Regions from separate parts of the Sus scrofa genome. Here all the other regions are linked to region 1. Evidence: chromatin contacts called from public HiChIP or PLAC-seq data. All regions are on one chromosome and are shown on one strand. The core of a region is the stretch at or near the end of the contact, and the rest is flanking DNA. Distances in the headings are between cores, read along the strand shown.

Region 1 (5,027 bases), core at 1,264-3,763:
TTTACAGGCTGAATCCATATTTCCAGAATATAGGCTACTATAGATGCTGTTAGGATGAACTAACTAGAAGTTCACTTTAAAATATTTCTACGTTTACAGTATCCAAGTCCTCAAGTTCTTTCTCAGGCAACTACATGCCTACAAAAGAGGACCTGATGGAGTTCCCATCGTTGCTCAGCAGAAACAATTCTGACTAGTATCCATGAGGATACAGCTTCCATCCCTGGCCTCACTCAGCGGGTTAAGCATCTGGCATTGCCATGAGCTGTGGTATAGGTCAAAGACATGGCTCAGATCTGGTGCCGCTGTGGCATAGGCCAACGACTCCAGCTCCCATTCAACCCCTAGCCTGGGAACCTCCATATGTTGAGGGTGCATCCCTGAAAAAGACAAAAAAAAAAAAAAAGAGGATCAGAGAAACCCATTATTACTGGTTTGTCTTTTGCCTTAGGCTCTAATATGGCTGCACAGCACCATTACTGATCTTGTCTTTATTTTAAAAAACGTGGATTTTTGTATTAATTCTTATTTTTTAATCAAATTATTGTTTATCTTGCTGAGTTTTCTGGCATCCCATTAACTTTTTGTGCCTTTAGTAAGGCAAGTGCCTTCATTAGCCTCACCTACCTCACCATAGCCTCAGCCTTGTTTCTAGCTCTGTATTAAGCACAAAGGGATCCCAAAGAAGCACCATCTATATCATTCAATGCTTTAAAAGTTGGGGAGAGCCAGTTCCCTGATAAAATCCATGCTTTTGGTTATATTTATATGGCGCTCTAATTTTTTGTTTTTAATTTCAAAGATCTAATGTAACATGTCCTTCACCTCATTTGGCCCTCAAATACCTTGGGGAGGATGAAAACAACCACTTTGTATTCCGACCTGAGAGGGGAGAAATTTAAGGAAAAAAGAAATATCTTGTGCAAAGCCACGCAGCTAAAAACAAATAATCCCATAAGTTATTGCAGAATAAAGGCCACTGGATCCCTAGTCTGGGTAGCTATCCCTTCCAGCCATCACTAACTTTGACCAGCTTTAGACAATTTTTTAAAATCTCAGTACTTGTCAGGACTCCCGTCATGGTTCAGTGGTTAACAAACACGACTAGAATCTGTGAGGACACAGGTTCAATCCCTGGCCTTGCTCAGTGGGTTAAAGATCTGGCGTTGCTGTGAACTGTGGTGTAGGTCACGGACGCAGCTCAGATCCTGAGTTGCTGTGGCTCTGGCAAAGGCCAGCGGCTACAGCTCCGATTGAACCCCTAGCCTAGGAACCTCCATATGCCATGGCCTTAAAAAGACCAAAAAACCCCAAGAAAACCTTGTTAAGGTTTTTTGTTTTGTTTTGTTTTGACAAATTTTTGCCAAAACTGAAATATTTGTTAACTATGAACATCCTTCAGGAGAAGGAATCAGATTCCCCTAAGGGCCAGGGACAGAGTCCCATTAACTCTGTGTGGGATGGAAGGAGTGCCCAACAGCCTCAGAGAAGACAGCCTGGGGGATCTGGGTGAACTAGCAACATAAAAATGTCTTTTATACTTAACATTTTATCCCTGAAAACTTTTGCAACTGTTGCAGTCTACCTGATTACATGTTTTCTTTACTATTAAAAAAATACAATTATTTAAGAGTTATTTAACTTCTGAATCCTAAAGTAAAATCACAGGTGGGTCTTGCTACAGGGGCCCCCTTCACCCACTCAGCAGTCTCTCTGTGGTATGCGATGCTTTTTTTTTCTTTCAACATTCAGAGAATTTCTGAAAACTGTAGGTCAGTTAGTTGGAGCTCGCAACTTGCCAGGAGCCCTTGGCCAACTTCAGTCACTGCCCACACAGCTCTGATTTTTTCCTTGAGAAGAGAAAGATCTTCAGACTGAAAACGGTTTAGGATGAGCCCTGGAGTGAGATGGGAGGATGCTGGTTAAATGCTCAGCTTTCGGAGCCAAGTTGGACTGGAGTGTCAAGATCTGTCCTTGCTCCCTTCAGAGTTGTTTCGTGTCCTCTGCCAGTTCCCTGTCTGTGAATAAGAGTGTCTCTGCCACCTAAAAAGGATGTGACAATTACATAAGTATGTCTGTGAAAGCTATGGTAGCTATTATTAAGAACCAGACAGGCACGGAACGCCACTTGGGGTTTGGAAGGATTTGAAATAGTCCTCCCCAAAGTGGATACTTCCCAGCAGGGGCTATCGCACTAGGTCGCACGTGCTCAGCCCTTTCCATTTTACAAAAATTCTCCCAGAAACTATTTTGTGCCTCAGTAGCCCTGTGAGGCCAGGCGAAGGTCCATAACTTCGTTTACAGATCCTGGGACACTCATTCGAGTTTGCCCTGTTGCGCAAATCACTAGGTCGAAAGCGAATCTCTTGGACTCGGATCTACTTCGGAACGTCTGGGAGGAAAAGCACTCCCCTTCCCCAGTCGGGAGCCATCAGACTCCCGAGTGGGAAACTACTACATGCAATCCGACCAAGAAGCTACACGCGCAGCCCCGCCCCCGGCGCGAGCCCCGGATGGGGAAGTGGCTCGGACACCGAGACGAGGCGGAGGCCCGGCCAGAGCGGCCCGGGGGTAGGGGGGTGGGGGTGGGCGGGAAGGGGGCGGTACCCAGGGGCGGAGCCACCGGAGCAGCGCGGGTTCTCAGGTGAGCGCTTGGTGGCTGGGGAGGGCCGACCGGCTCCTGGAGCTAGGGCACCGGAGCTGCACCGGCACTGAGGGCGTAGGCGGGGCGTCCGGAGGACGCACAGGGGCCCCGGCCACGGTCGGGCTCTCGGAGTCCGGGCCTCCAGCGGGAAGTGGCTCCGGAGCTGCGGGTGAGTGGAGCTGGCCGCCGGGGCCCTGGTTTGAGGATCAGGAGGGAGGGGGCCGTGGCCCAGGTTCGAATCCTGGACCCATCCCCACCCCCAAACCGCTGTGTGACCTCAGGCAAGTCTTGTCAGTCTCTGAGCCGCGGTCGCATCAGCTAGGGAATGAGGGGGGTGCGAAGAGGAACCGATGAGTTTGTGCAGCTGGAGGTTTGGTGAAGGAACCCGTGCTTTCCTTCTATTTACATTCTCCTTGCCCAGGACATCAATGGCGAAACGTGAACAGTGGGAGCGCCTCTCAGTCTCAGGAACCTGAGCAAGTCTCTTGCGCTGGCCCTCACTCTCCTCGTCTACAGAATGAGTGTGCCTAACCTCTTAAGATCTTCTTAATATTTGGCGTTGTTGGTTTAGATAGAGGCAAGGCGGTGAGTGCCTCATTCACTCCAAGTTTTCCCTTTGGTGTGTGATAAAGTATCTTCGTGGAGGTTGGGCTGGACCCTGGCCCGAATTCCCTTTCGTTCTCAGATTCGTTGGTCTGTTTGTTCTCCATCCCTCCTGATAATTGGAGGAGTGATTTCATCCAGGGAGTTGGTGTCACCGCTCAAATGATCAGGGCTAGTATTTTCACTGATCTAAAATCAAAGAACCCTTGCAAGGAAAGATCTGACATTCCAGCCTTTTTGTTTGTGTTTCAGTGTCAGGGAGGCAAGATGATTTCGCTCCCCCAAGCTTGGAACAGCTGAAGGAAACAACAGTACAAGATGAGAACAACAAAGGTCTACAAACTCGTCATCCACAAGAAGGGCTTTGGGGGCAGTGGTCAGTATTGACTGGTCTTCGGAGGTTGTGTAATTTGGCTGAGGTACTAGTGTGTCTCTGGTGCCTTGAAATTTACACACTGACTCATGTGACAGTTGGGGCTAGGCAGGCAATTTAACAGAGTGAAGCAGCAAGTGTAATACCATAGCAAGGAGGGTAGCAGGACCAGGGAGAGCACAGGTTCCTTCTGCAAGCATTTTTATTTGCATTTTAAGGCACATTGTGAATATTGCCAGCTTACTACTCTTCATTTGTTTGGATATTTATTTATTTATATTTTTGCTTTTTTTTTTTAAGGGATGCTCCCACAGTATATGGAAGTTCCTAGGCTAGGGGTTGAACTGGAGCTACAGCTGCTGGCCTATGCCACAGCCACAGTGATGCGGGATCCAAGCTGTGTCTACCACCTTCACCACAGCTCATGGCAACGCTGGATCCCCAACACACTGAGCAAGGTCAGGGATTGAACCTGCATCCTCATGGATACTAGTTGGGTTTGTTTCTGCTGTACCACAATGGGAATTCCTATTTGGGTGTTTTGTTTTGTTTTGTTTTGTTTTTTAATTTTAGTTGATGTATAGTTGATTTACAATGTTGTGTTTGTTTCAGGTGCATTGAAAAGTGATTCATTCAGCATATATGTGTATATATGAGTATATATGTATGTATAAATATTTTTCAGATTTTTTTTCTGTTATAGGCTATTACAATATATTGAATATAGTTCCTTGTGCTATACATTAGGTGCTGGTTGATTTGTTTGTATTTTTTATTAACTGTTTACTGTACAATTCATAAAATTTCGGTCTCCACTGGTTTGGCAGATAAAGAAAAATTTATGTTTGATGAGAGAGAAGTAGTGGATATACATAAGACAGGTGTGATCAAAGCATGAACCTTTGCCTGACTCTGAGGCACTTTGAGACTGGGCAGGACACAGCATGTTATCCTGCTTTAAACCAGAATCCAGGTATCAGCTCTGCCTCTAATTTTCCCTGTGACCTTGGGCAAGCTCCTAGTTTACCTTACCAACAAATTCAAGCTCTTTATTAGAATAGTTTCTTTGTTTCCCTTAGCACCTTGAGTCTATGAATCTGCAGAATAGGAAAGTACTCATATGAATTTTTTTGGGGGGAGAGTAAATAAGTTTCCCTCTGTCCTAATAACCTTATTTACTTTAGAAACTGGAATAACACAGTGAGTGTTTTTAAAATTGTATTTTAGTATGCATTTGCTCCTGTGTTATACATGTCTAAGCCTCCCAAAGGCAAGGACTGCCCAAAAGGGAAAATGATAGTTTCTATATCATAAGGTCTTATTGGGATTGAGTAAAATGGTGTATGTAAAGTATTCAGAGAGTACCAGGCTCCTTAGAGCTGCTCAATAAATGTAGCCATTGTAATT
Region 2 (5,027 bases), core at 1,045-3,544, 120 kb after region 1:
GAAATCAATCTCTGTCCAACATGATCAGAAGCTAGAAGGGCTCTAACTCCTCTCAGGGCTGGAAGAAACTGTGGAGGTGCCCCCAGTGCTGGCCGGCTGCCCACATCTCACAGAACCCATCCTCATGGAGCCCACAGTGGATAATGTTACTATCTCTCACACCCCTTAAAGATATTCACTAAGGGAAAAATCAGCCTGGTTTGCTAACCTCAATTCCATCCATGTGTAGTTAACAAAGGTAACTCTTCAAAGCCTGAGGTGGGGACTTCTTCCCAGACACACAAATGCTGTGTCATGGGTCCTGAGTCCTCACTGTAGCAGCAGAGAGATAGTGGCCCCGGAGGCAGGAGACCTGGTATGGGAGACCCAGCTCTGCTCACTGGCCATGCAAACTGCAGCCAGCCTCTCCTCCTCCCCAGACCTCAGCTTCCCCTTACTTGGGATAAGGGGTTGGACAGTGGTGAGTCTAAGGGTCCTGCCAGCTCTGACATTCCAGGATTTCTTCTCTTCTACAGTGCCTTAAACAGTCTTTCAAGTCCAATTTTCCCAGATTGTAAAACAGAGGTTCAGAAAAGGCCCACTCTCCAGTTCCTTCTCCTTTGTTTTTTTGTTTTGTTTTGTTTTTCATCTTTTTGCCATTTCTTGGACCGCTTCCGGGCATATGGAGGTTCCCAGGCTAGGGGTCTAATCGGAGCTGTAGCTGCCAGCCTAAACCACAGCCACAGCAACTCGGGATCCTACACCACAGCTCGCGGCATCGCCGGATCATTAACCCACTGAGCAAGGGCAGGGACCGAACCTGCAACCTCATGGTTCCTAGTCGGATTCGTTAACCACTGTGCCAGGACGGGAACTCCTCCTCTCTCTCCTTTCTAATGCATCTGACTCTCCAAAGTAAGACTCCTGGCCTGAAATGTGGCTTCCATGCCTCTGGTGGTTCCCAACTACCTAGGGATGCTTCAGATCTTCAGCCTGGCATTGAAAACACTCCACAGTCTTGTTTTTTACCTCACCTCATGTCCCACTGCCCGACCTTTCTCACCATTTTGTTTTTATCTTCACTGCCAAGGCTTTGTCTTTGCAGACCCCACTCTCTCCCACCTTTTCCCTGACATTATCTGGACCAGCTTACCTCCTTTGGGGTATTCAGACATCTGCTTCTCCGAGACAGGGGCTGCGTCTTAACTCTTTTTTTTTTTTTTCTTTTTTTTCTTTTTTGTCCTCCCCTGGGCATACGGAATTCCTGGGCCAGGGATCCAGTGCTAGATCCTTAAGCCACTGTACCAGGCTGGGGATTAAACCTGCATTCCAGCCCTCCCAAGATGACCTCATTGAGCCACAGAGAGAACTGAGTGTCCTACTCATTCTGCACCTACTCTTTCCCCCAGTGTTGAGCATGCAGTAGGTGCTCAATAAAATTCTCAGAGAACCTCAGGCCCCTTCTCCTGCACTGCCCTTCGCATGGTATACTAGGTCTGGTCATGCTTTAGTTATTGGGATTTTCCTCTCTTGTCCGAGGCCCAGCCCTGGGCCTGGCACCAGGGTTCCTCAGCGTGGAACGCCAGGACTGGCTCAGTGACCAGCGGGTCCACTCTCCTCTTTGCCACTTTACAGGCCAACAGTAACCTTGAGCAACTCACACTGGTCTGGCTTTGAAAAAAGAGGCCAGCTGTACCCACTGGCCTGAGTTGTGAGCATCAGATACGATCGTGCCTGGAAAGGCCTAGCACTGGGCCAGCTCCTAGCAGGTGTGTCACGAAGGTTATCCGCCTCAGCCGGGCCGGTCAGTCCCTCCTCCCGCGTAAAGGCACAGTCTGCACAAGGCCACTCCCTAGGGTGGAGGCGCAGTGAATGAATGTGTTGTGGGGTGGGGGTGGGGGGGACGTTAGGCGGGACCGACTCTAATCTGCCAGCGCAGACCCAAGTGCTGGGTGTGGCCCTGCGAAGCCGAACGGTTAGACTGGGCGGGGGCGGGTCCAGACCGCCCGTCGGGCATGCGGCCTCCTGGCTTCCCCAAGCGCTAGTTTTATTTGCTTTGGAGTCCCTTCTCAATCTAGTGCTCTAACATGGGTTCAGAAGCACCTTTCCGGGTGGGGCCGTGACAGTGCGCTGCCAGCGGAGCAGCCATCTCCCGGCCCCTTCCCCGATCTCTGCAGTCCCCACCCCAGCGGTCCCCTCTTCACCTCCACCTCTGCGGTGGTAAAATGCAGCACTCGCACGGCGCCTGCGCGGCTTTGGGGCGGGGCGGTGGTCGCAGCTATTTATAGTAGCTGACGTCACCTTGAAATAGACCGTTAGGGCCGGCCCGCCCTTCCCCCCTCCCACTTGCGCCGCTCCGCGCCGCCCGGCCCTGCCCCTCCCACTGCGCAGGCGTCCTCCCATCCGCCCATCCCCCCGCGTGACCGCCTGTCCTCTCTCGGCGGCGTCCGCGGTGCGAGCCACAGCGCGCGAGGCGAGCCAGCGAGAGGTCGATCGGTGCTGCCTGCTGCTTGTAGCCTAGGCGGGCCGGCGAGCCAGTGCGCGTGCGCGGCGGCGGCCTCCGCGGCGACCGGGAGCGGACGCGCGGGCTAGCAAGCGAGTGGAGCTGGGCGCGAGGCGAGGCCGAGCCATAGCGACATGGGGGACCGCGAACAGCTGCTGCAGCGGGCGCGGCTGGCCGAGCAGGCGGAGCGCTACGACGACATGGCCTCCGCCATGAAGGCGGTGAGCGCGCCGGACGCCCGGGCGGCCGGCCGGGGGCCCGACGCAGGGGAAGGGTGGGCAACCAGGCGGCTGCTCCCTCCAGGCCTGGGGCGACCCCGCCGCCCCGCTGGGCGCGGCCACCCGCCCGCACACCGCGCTTCCCGCGCCCGCCGCGCGCCCCGCCATTTCCTGCGGCCGGGCCCTGGTGGGGTTTCTAGGGAGGGGGTGCGGCGGTGACCCCGCGGGCGGGCCATCTGGTGGTCGGGGGTCGCCATATCCCAGCTCGGACCACAGGTGAGGGAGGGTGCCCGTGGGAAGGTGAGGGAGTCACATTTCTCCTTCTGGATATTTCTGTCGGGCTGGGGCACCCCCTCTTTTCTCCACACCCCAACTTGTAATAAAGAATCACCTAGTGAGTGGCGCCCTGTCTCTCATGGTTTCCGCTGCCACTACCTGCAGTCGGTGTAATTCCGATCCGTTTTTGCTCCGCTCGCTGGAATCGTTCTGGTTCCATCCTCCCACGCCCGGGGTCCGCATTGTGTGCGGAGACCCCCCCCCTCCCCCCCGCAAGCCGGCGGGAGGGTGGCGGGCGTGTGGCTCCTTCCAGGTTGGATGCGGCACCCATCTGCTTGGAGACTAAAACGGGTCGTGACTCCTGGGCGGGCCGAGCCCGTGTACCTTTGCCTTGCCGAGACCCTCAGAGACCTGTCTGCAGCTCGATTTCCGGGGAAGGAGCCTTTGCCGACCACACCCTGGCAAATGCCCTGGATTAGATACCACCTGCGTGCCTGAGACTTAGGGTTGTGGCGAACTCCTCGCTAACCTCGTCTCCGCGCATTATTTCACGTTTTCTCCAAATGAACATTACTTCCCTCTGCGTCAAGGTCACACGGGTATAGCCACAGCTGCGGCCACCAACCTGCCATGTTCACCCAGTGTTCCACCTCCTGAGACCTGAAAGGATCTCCTGGGGCCCCACCCTAGACCTAAAGACTCAGAAACCCTGGGGGTGGAGCTCAGCTGCACTTGAACCAGCCCTCAAGTGGCAAGTGTTAGTAGGTTTAAGTTCAGCAATTACTGCCCTGGATTCTTTTTTTTTTTTTTTTTTTTTAGACTGCCCTGGATTCTACAGCTCATTTGCCCTTTTTCGAGCCTTGGGAGGGGATTTCTTAGAGGAAAAAACCCACAAATACAGAGGCTTCCTAAAATGTCAGAGTCATATAAAAAGCTCCTTTTAAAGCTTTCAATAGTAATATGTGAAGTATGTTGTTGAGGTCAATATTTGGGCTTATCCAGGTAAGAAGTGTACTTGAAGAGTTATCTCTTCCATGTTGTCCTTGTCACACATTGAACCAGATGTTTGGAAACCACCACTGCTGCCGCCACCTCGCATTTGTTGATTCATTGGTGATCCCAGTTTGAGCCCTTGCTTGGTGTCATGGGCTAGGTGGGAGCTTTTCATCCAGAACAGGGATGATTTAGGTTTAGGACCTGATGTCTATGTAATTCTGGGGGTCTTATAAGAAAAACAAGTGTAAGATACAGTAATATAGCAAATTTTACAGAATCTGGACTTACTGTGTGAGTGCATTTCCTTGGAAGGGGTTCTAAGCTTAATCTTCAGAATAAAGCCACTTTTGTCCACCCAGCAAGTCACACTTAAGTATGACTTTTCCCCAGTAACTGAGTGCCACTGGGATTATACTGGTTGAGGCCGCTCTTTGGACATTTTAGTGAGGCCCTTACTTATCCTGGAGTGGGACTTGAAGGCCACAGTGTTAGGAGGCTTTTGGGGAATAAAGCAGGAATGGGGCTGGAATCAACGTTGATGCAGGTTAAGGGAAGATGACTGGAAGGTAGTTCTGGAGCTATAGGCAACTTGAAATGGGAAAGGAAGAATGCAGAGATCTAACCAGAATGAAACAGTTTGTGGAGAGAAAATAATTGATTTTCTGGTCTTTATAAGCAATCTTGAAAAAAACGCTTTCCTGCAGCTACCTACTTGTGTCCACAGATTTTTCTCTGAGATGTTAAGGTAGGATTTTGCAAACAGATGGTCCCTTTTGTGTATTGGGAATATGTAATATCTGCATCTGAAATGATTGATGGGTTGGATAAGCCATTAAATATTCAATCCAAACTCTGTTATCTCAGAATTTCGATAAACCATTTCCTCAAGGTACCTCCTATTAAATAATAAGAATTTGGGGGGTCACTTTGCCTGTTTCTCCTATTAAGGAAATTTTTTTCATCCTAATGGACTACATTTATTGGAAAGGACTTGACAGGGGTCAGTGGAAAACAGTTTCTCACATTTCTACCTGTTGTTTTTTGTATGTTAAATT
Region 3 (5,027 bases), core at 1,021-3,520, 110 kb before region 1:
TCAGGAGCCCACAGACAAACCTTGCCTGGCCAAAATTTCAGGTTCCCACGTGTGCCTCTGCATTTCACTCTGCATTTCATTCTACCCCAGGGCCTCCAGTGCAGGGGCCTGGCCAGGCCAGACAGCCCACCAGGGCAGAGCAGGCCCTCGCCCCCTTTCACAGTGGAGGAGACAGCAGTGGGTAGGGAGCAACTCAAGGAGCTACTATTCTGGAGAGACTCCAGCAACTGCCATGAGGGTCCAGGCAGGAAGTCCTCACACCCGAGTCCTGTCTTGGTCACCACTCTATCTCTTCTTCTAAAACGGAACACTGAGACCACGATGTTAAGCTTCTTCCAAATTACCATTGGATTTGGGTCCCAAAAGTTTCCCAGGAAGCAGATAATTCAGTCGTCCCTCAGAAAATGGGCCAGTACTTGCAGGACAGTGGGAAGGGGGTCCCAAGAGGTCACCCTTCCTCAATACGCAAGGGCAGAGCCATTTCCTCAGCCAACAGAGCTCCCAGCATCCCCATCTCAGAGCCCCACTTGCCCTCTGTACCTGCGATGGCCTCTGGAGGCCAACCCAGAGCTTTCTCCCTCTCTGGTTCCCTGGATGCAACTTGTGGGGCTCAGGCTTGTATGAGGAGCCTGCAAGGAGGGTGCCCTAAGGTACAGACACATTCCCTCTCCCCCGAGAGTCTCAAGGATACTCTGTGGAGGCAAGTTTGGAGCTGTGACCAGTAGGACTTTAAAGTCATTACCTGGCCTAAGGGCCAGCCATGCGGAACATGAGAACTCAGAGTGGCTTTGGTGGGAGACAAGAACAATCTGGTTACTCGATCCTGGCCGTCCTCCCCCAACCCTCGGCCTGAGAGCTGGAAAAGGTCTTGCAAGTCACAGGTGCTCTCTGGGTCTCAGTTTCCTCGTCTTCTGGAAATGCGAAGGGTCCTTCCTCTTGCTCACCCACAACTCTGCTCAGAAACTTCACGCCTCTCTCTCACCCAAGAGCTTAGTGCAGATATGGTTCCCGACACCTTCTGTCCCCCTCAAAACCCATGCTCTGGGAGGGCAGAAGTTTGCTACCACTGGGAAGATGGAAGGAACAGGGCAGGGGCAGCAGTTCTGAGAGGAGCCGAAACCAAAGGAGCAGCAACAGAACAGGAAGCGATGGCACAATAGGACCGTGTTAGGGGGACAGGCTGCTCTGGGGATTCACATGTGAGCAGTACTGCAACATCCCCGCCCACCCCTCACTGTCCAGGACGAAGGCCTTGCAGCCCTGCACATGTGCAGCCTGCAAAAACACAAGAATGTGCTCCCACTCCCTGAGTAGAAAGCTCAATGGGTGCCAGCTACCTGGCCTGAAGCCTCGACTGAAACCCCCAGTGTCCCCAAATCCAGAGGCCCAGGCCTTACTTGCTGGGCACACTCCCACTCTGTAGGGCAGGGCTGCCAGGCATCTGTGTCCTGGTGGGACCACGAATCATTCCTCCCCCAAGTTTCAGGGCTAGAAGCAGACAAAATGTCAGAAATAGAGAACCAGGAAAATGGATTCTCCCTGGCAAAACGGGTGAGCCATCTTGGGGAAACCTTGGGTGAGAGAAGAAGAAGCAAAGACCAGGGTCCAGAGGTGCCTCTTTCAAGGGTGGTAGAGGTGGGGACAGAACTTGGCAGGGGTCCTTCTTAAATTCCCCCAAGGAAAGGAACCTTCTCTGCGGCAATCCTTGGCACTGGTGGGAATGGGGTTCTGTCACACCCTCCCCCCCCTGGGAGGTACCAGGTGACAATCACAGCACGTATGGGTCCCACTGAGGTACTATGCTGCTCTCCCTCCTCCGGCGCCCACCCCAGGCCCCTCGGACAGGAAATGGGCCTGGAGCTCTGGGCGCAGGACACAGAGCTGCCGGCAAGGCCAGCATTTCCCTTTTCTGAGCGTGGGGCGAGGAGATGCTACAGGATGCGGAGGAAGTGAGCTCATCGGGCCGGCCCCATGACCCACCGTGTGGGGCCCGGGAAGCCACAGCTCGACCGGGGCAGTGGGGCGGGCTCCTCCGTCCCTAAGAAGTAACAGGAGACCCGTACCCCGGGACCCGGACGGCCTCCAGGATCCTTTAGCAGGTCTACCAGCTGCGCGGGGCAAGGAGGCTCACTCACCGGCAGGTAGTCCGCGGCTCGGCTCAGCTTCCGCGCCGCCTGCTGCCTACTCGGTTTCCGACTCGACTCGCAGGGAGGTGCCGCTCCGCGGAAGCCGGGCTGCGGGCGGCGAGCGAGGGCTCGGGCTCCAGCCACTCAGGCCGCTAGGGGGCGGGGGCAGGAGGCCTGCCACCAAGCTCGTCAGCCGCGCCCCGCCCCTCAGCACGGGGTCCCTTTAAGGGGAGGGGCGAGGCGAGGGGAACGGCGGGAACATGCAACCGGCTGCCGGGGTCACAGGGTTTCCCGGGGCCATCTCCACGGGCTGGGGACTGGGCAGCCGACCCTACTCCCACGCGCCCCTCCAGCCCACGCGAGGGCCTCCACGTGCTGCTGACTACACCGAGGGCCAGCTGCTCGAGACAGCAAAAAGCCACCTCCAGCCACCTTTTCTACCCCCCCACCAGCTGCACAGCAGGTGTCTAAGCCCTCGCTCCTCTCCACACTCCACACAGAACATGAGGCTGCTTCCTATTCCGCCTCCTCTGCTCCAGGAAGTCACACCAGACACAAAAAATCCCCCAGTGCAGAACAGCAAAGAAGACCCAGTGGGCAAGGTCCAGACCCGCCCTGCACGCAGGCTTCCTCTCTGGGATCAAAACCTGTGGGGTGATTCTCGACTTATCTTTCTACCCCGTTAGGTGATAGGGCTCCAGCCTGTGGGGTAAGAACCCTACCCTCATACCCACCAGAAGCACTCAGTCAACACGAATGGAATGAACCAACTTAACACTTTTTAGGGGAGGAGTAGGATCTGGCCAGGAAAACCACCACTACTCTACCCCCAAAAGGATGTGGAATCCAGGGCCCTGATTTGTTGAACAAAGGTACAACCTCAGCTTCTTCTGACCACTGGGAATTTAGTTTCTAGAGCAACATTAGAACAGGGAAGAGAGCCTACAGGGCTTGTGACGAGATGGGCAGCTGAGCCAAGGAAGCCTAAGAGAGGACAAAGTGGCATGCAGACACAGCCCCACATACCCGACGCCTCATCAAGATCCAGCCCAACCAATTGTTCAACCTGGGACACCACAGGGGGGAAAGGGGGAGAAGATGGGTAGGGTCCTACCTCATGGACTTCCATGACATTCAACACCTACAATGCGCCAGTAGGAACACGGAGGCAGCAGGGTGCACAGGGCTGACAAATACCTTACCTACACTTCAGTCTCCTTGCCCTGGCCTGCAGCATTCTCAGCTCCCAGTGAGACTTCAGACCCCTCTCACCTCAGAGCTCCAACCAAATACCTCATGAGAGGGGATAAAGGGATTGAAAGCACAGGAAGATGCTGACACAGAATCCTAGCAACAACCAGAAATCTGGGAAGACCATTCTGACTTCCCCTAAGGCTGCAGTGCATCCAGAACAGACCCAGCCCATGTTATACCTCAGGGGAAAAACGAGTCTATGGATCTAAAGCTCGGATTCTCATTTGCTGAGCAGCCTCTGGAGTGCTGATGCTCTCTACTGTAAAATGACCAACGGGCCATTCCATGCCTATCAGAACTCCTCAGTAACCTCTTAAAGCCTCTCCGGCTGATTGGTGTTTAGCAAACTCATAAATCAGCCCATGGGCATGCCCTGAGACTAGCTCTCACCACCTTCTAACCTGTTCTCCACCATATATTTCTCAGTAGGGAAATGCTTTTTGGATTCCAGACCATACTTCACAGGATTTCTGGGGAAAACAAAAAACCATTTGGCAGGTTTATTTCAAACCTCAAATAAAGACTCTCTGGGCAGCCAGCCACACTCCGTCCTCCCATTTGATTTGGACTCCCCTAAGCGGGAGTGCCCCCTAGCGCTACTGCAAGGCTCTGCAGGCCCCAGGTCACCTGGCCCCCAGCACCTGTGGACAGGCCTCTCCCCTCAGGGCAACCCACTGCCGCTCCCTGCAGTGTGAACTCCATGTCCCACTGTGCCAGGGGTTGGAAGGTAGCAGCGGGACAGGGTGGCAGGTGCTCCCTACTAGTTTGCATTCCCTGGGGGGCGGCAGCTGAGGCCCCTTGAGGAAGACAGGTGATGGCTAGAACGAAGAGCCAGGTTATCAGCCTCACAGAAGCCTGAGTAAGGAGCCCAGAAGAGCAAGAAGCACCCTCAGGTGATTTTTTAATCCAAAGGCTTCTTATAGCCCTGCCAAATTCTCCCTTTGCATTTGTCAATGTTTCTGAGCTGCCCGGGACTTTTCCCAGGCAGCGAGGAGGGTGCAGCAAGACAGGAAGACAAAGTGCTCGAGGTGGAATAAGCCTCTGGCCCTGAGCCCTCCGCTGTGCTCCCAAGTGGTCCAGACACAGAGCAGCCCCTGGGCTGGCAGAGCCCGGGGAGAGGAAAGGCTGGAGTAGCTGCCACCATTCCTGGCAGGTACCTTGAAGGAAGGCCCTGAGATGTCCTCCTACCCCAGAATAAGCCTAGGATTCTCTGAGGGCAGAGCTGGGCAGGTGGGAGGGTCTACTGCCCGCCAACTGACTGACTGCTGATTTTAAGAACTGTAATTGTTTTCTCAACACCTGTTGGGTAAGAAGTAAAATAGAACTTATTGACTCTCTACCCCCTGCCACATGGGACTAAGTATTTACACATACATCATTCTCATTTCACAACTTCATGAGGGATTTGGCAGCAGCATGTTTACAGAGGGGAACAATAAAGCTATAATAATTACAGGAAGTTTAAAAACATGTAAATGTGTTCAACACTGTCCAGGGTCGTGGACCATGGAGCAGAGAAGGATGCTGAGTACAGGCCCATGGATGGGCGACATGGGCAATAACACAGTGATGGAACAGGCTGATATGGTTTTACTCCTTTCCATGGCTGGAAGGCTGCACCATACATTTAAAAAAATACTAAACTGA

What was found. HiChIP or PLAC-seq counts read pairs in DNA pulled down with a chosen protein or histone mark.
Region 2: an H3K27ac HiChIP or PLAC-seq map of alveolar macrophages shows a contact between it and region 1. The contact joins the promoter of YWHAH here to the promoter of DEPDC5 in region 1. A contact is called at or near these places in 3 of 5 promoter capture datasets (fetal liver, fetal skeletal muscle and liver), 19 of 47 Hi-C or Micro-C datasets (alveolar macrophages, blood, brain and 13 more) and 2 of 2 datasets of contacts at active chromatin or transcription factors (alveolar macrophages and skeletal muscle).
Region 3: an H3K27ac HiChIP or PLAC-seq map of alveolar macrophages shows a contact between it and region 1. The contact joins the enhancer-like site here to the promoter of DEPDC5 in region 1. A contact is called at or near these places in 2 of 5 promoter capture datasets (both in liver), 4 of 47 Hi-C or Micro-C datasets (heart right ventricle, liver, skeletal muscle and 1 more) and 2 of 2 datasets of contacts at active chromatin or transcription factors (alveolar macrophages and skeletal muscle).

What each region holds. Positions count from the first base shown.
Region 1 is chr14:48,419,275-48,424,301 of Sscrofa11.1, forward strand. It overlaps DEPDC5 (DEP domain-containing protein 5), which reads left to right and starts at 2,514. Exons shown (of 42, transcript XM_013983091.2): 1 at 2,514-2,644; 2 at 3,500-3,623. The coding sequence starts at 3,566.
Region 2 is chr14:48,541,737-48,546,763 of Sscrofa11.1, forward strand. It overlaps YWHAH (14-3-3 protein eta), which reads left to right and starts at 2,295. Exons shown (of 2, transcript XM_001928076.4): 1 at 2,295-2,703. The coding sequence starts at 2,617.
Region 3 is chr14:48,310,906-48,315,932 of Sscrofa11.1, forward strand. All of the region lies in intron 3 of PISD (phosphatidylserine decarboxylase), which reads right to left. Among named protein-coding and RNA genes, the nearest start is that of PISD, 28 kb to the right of the region's middle. Within about 2 kb of position 2,271, at least 41 of the 83 cell types and tissues checked have an H3K27ac peak or open chromatin away from gene starts, as enhancers often do. A contact at or near this core is called in alveolar macrophages, liver and skeletal muscle, where this site is marked.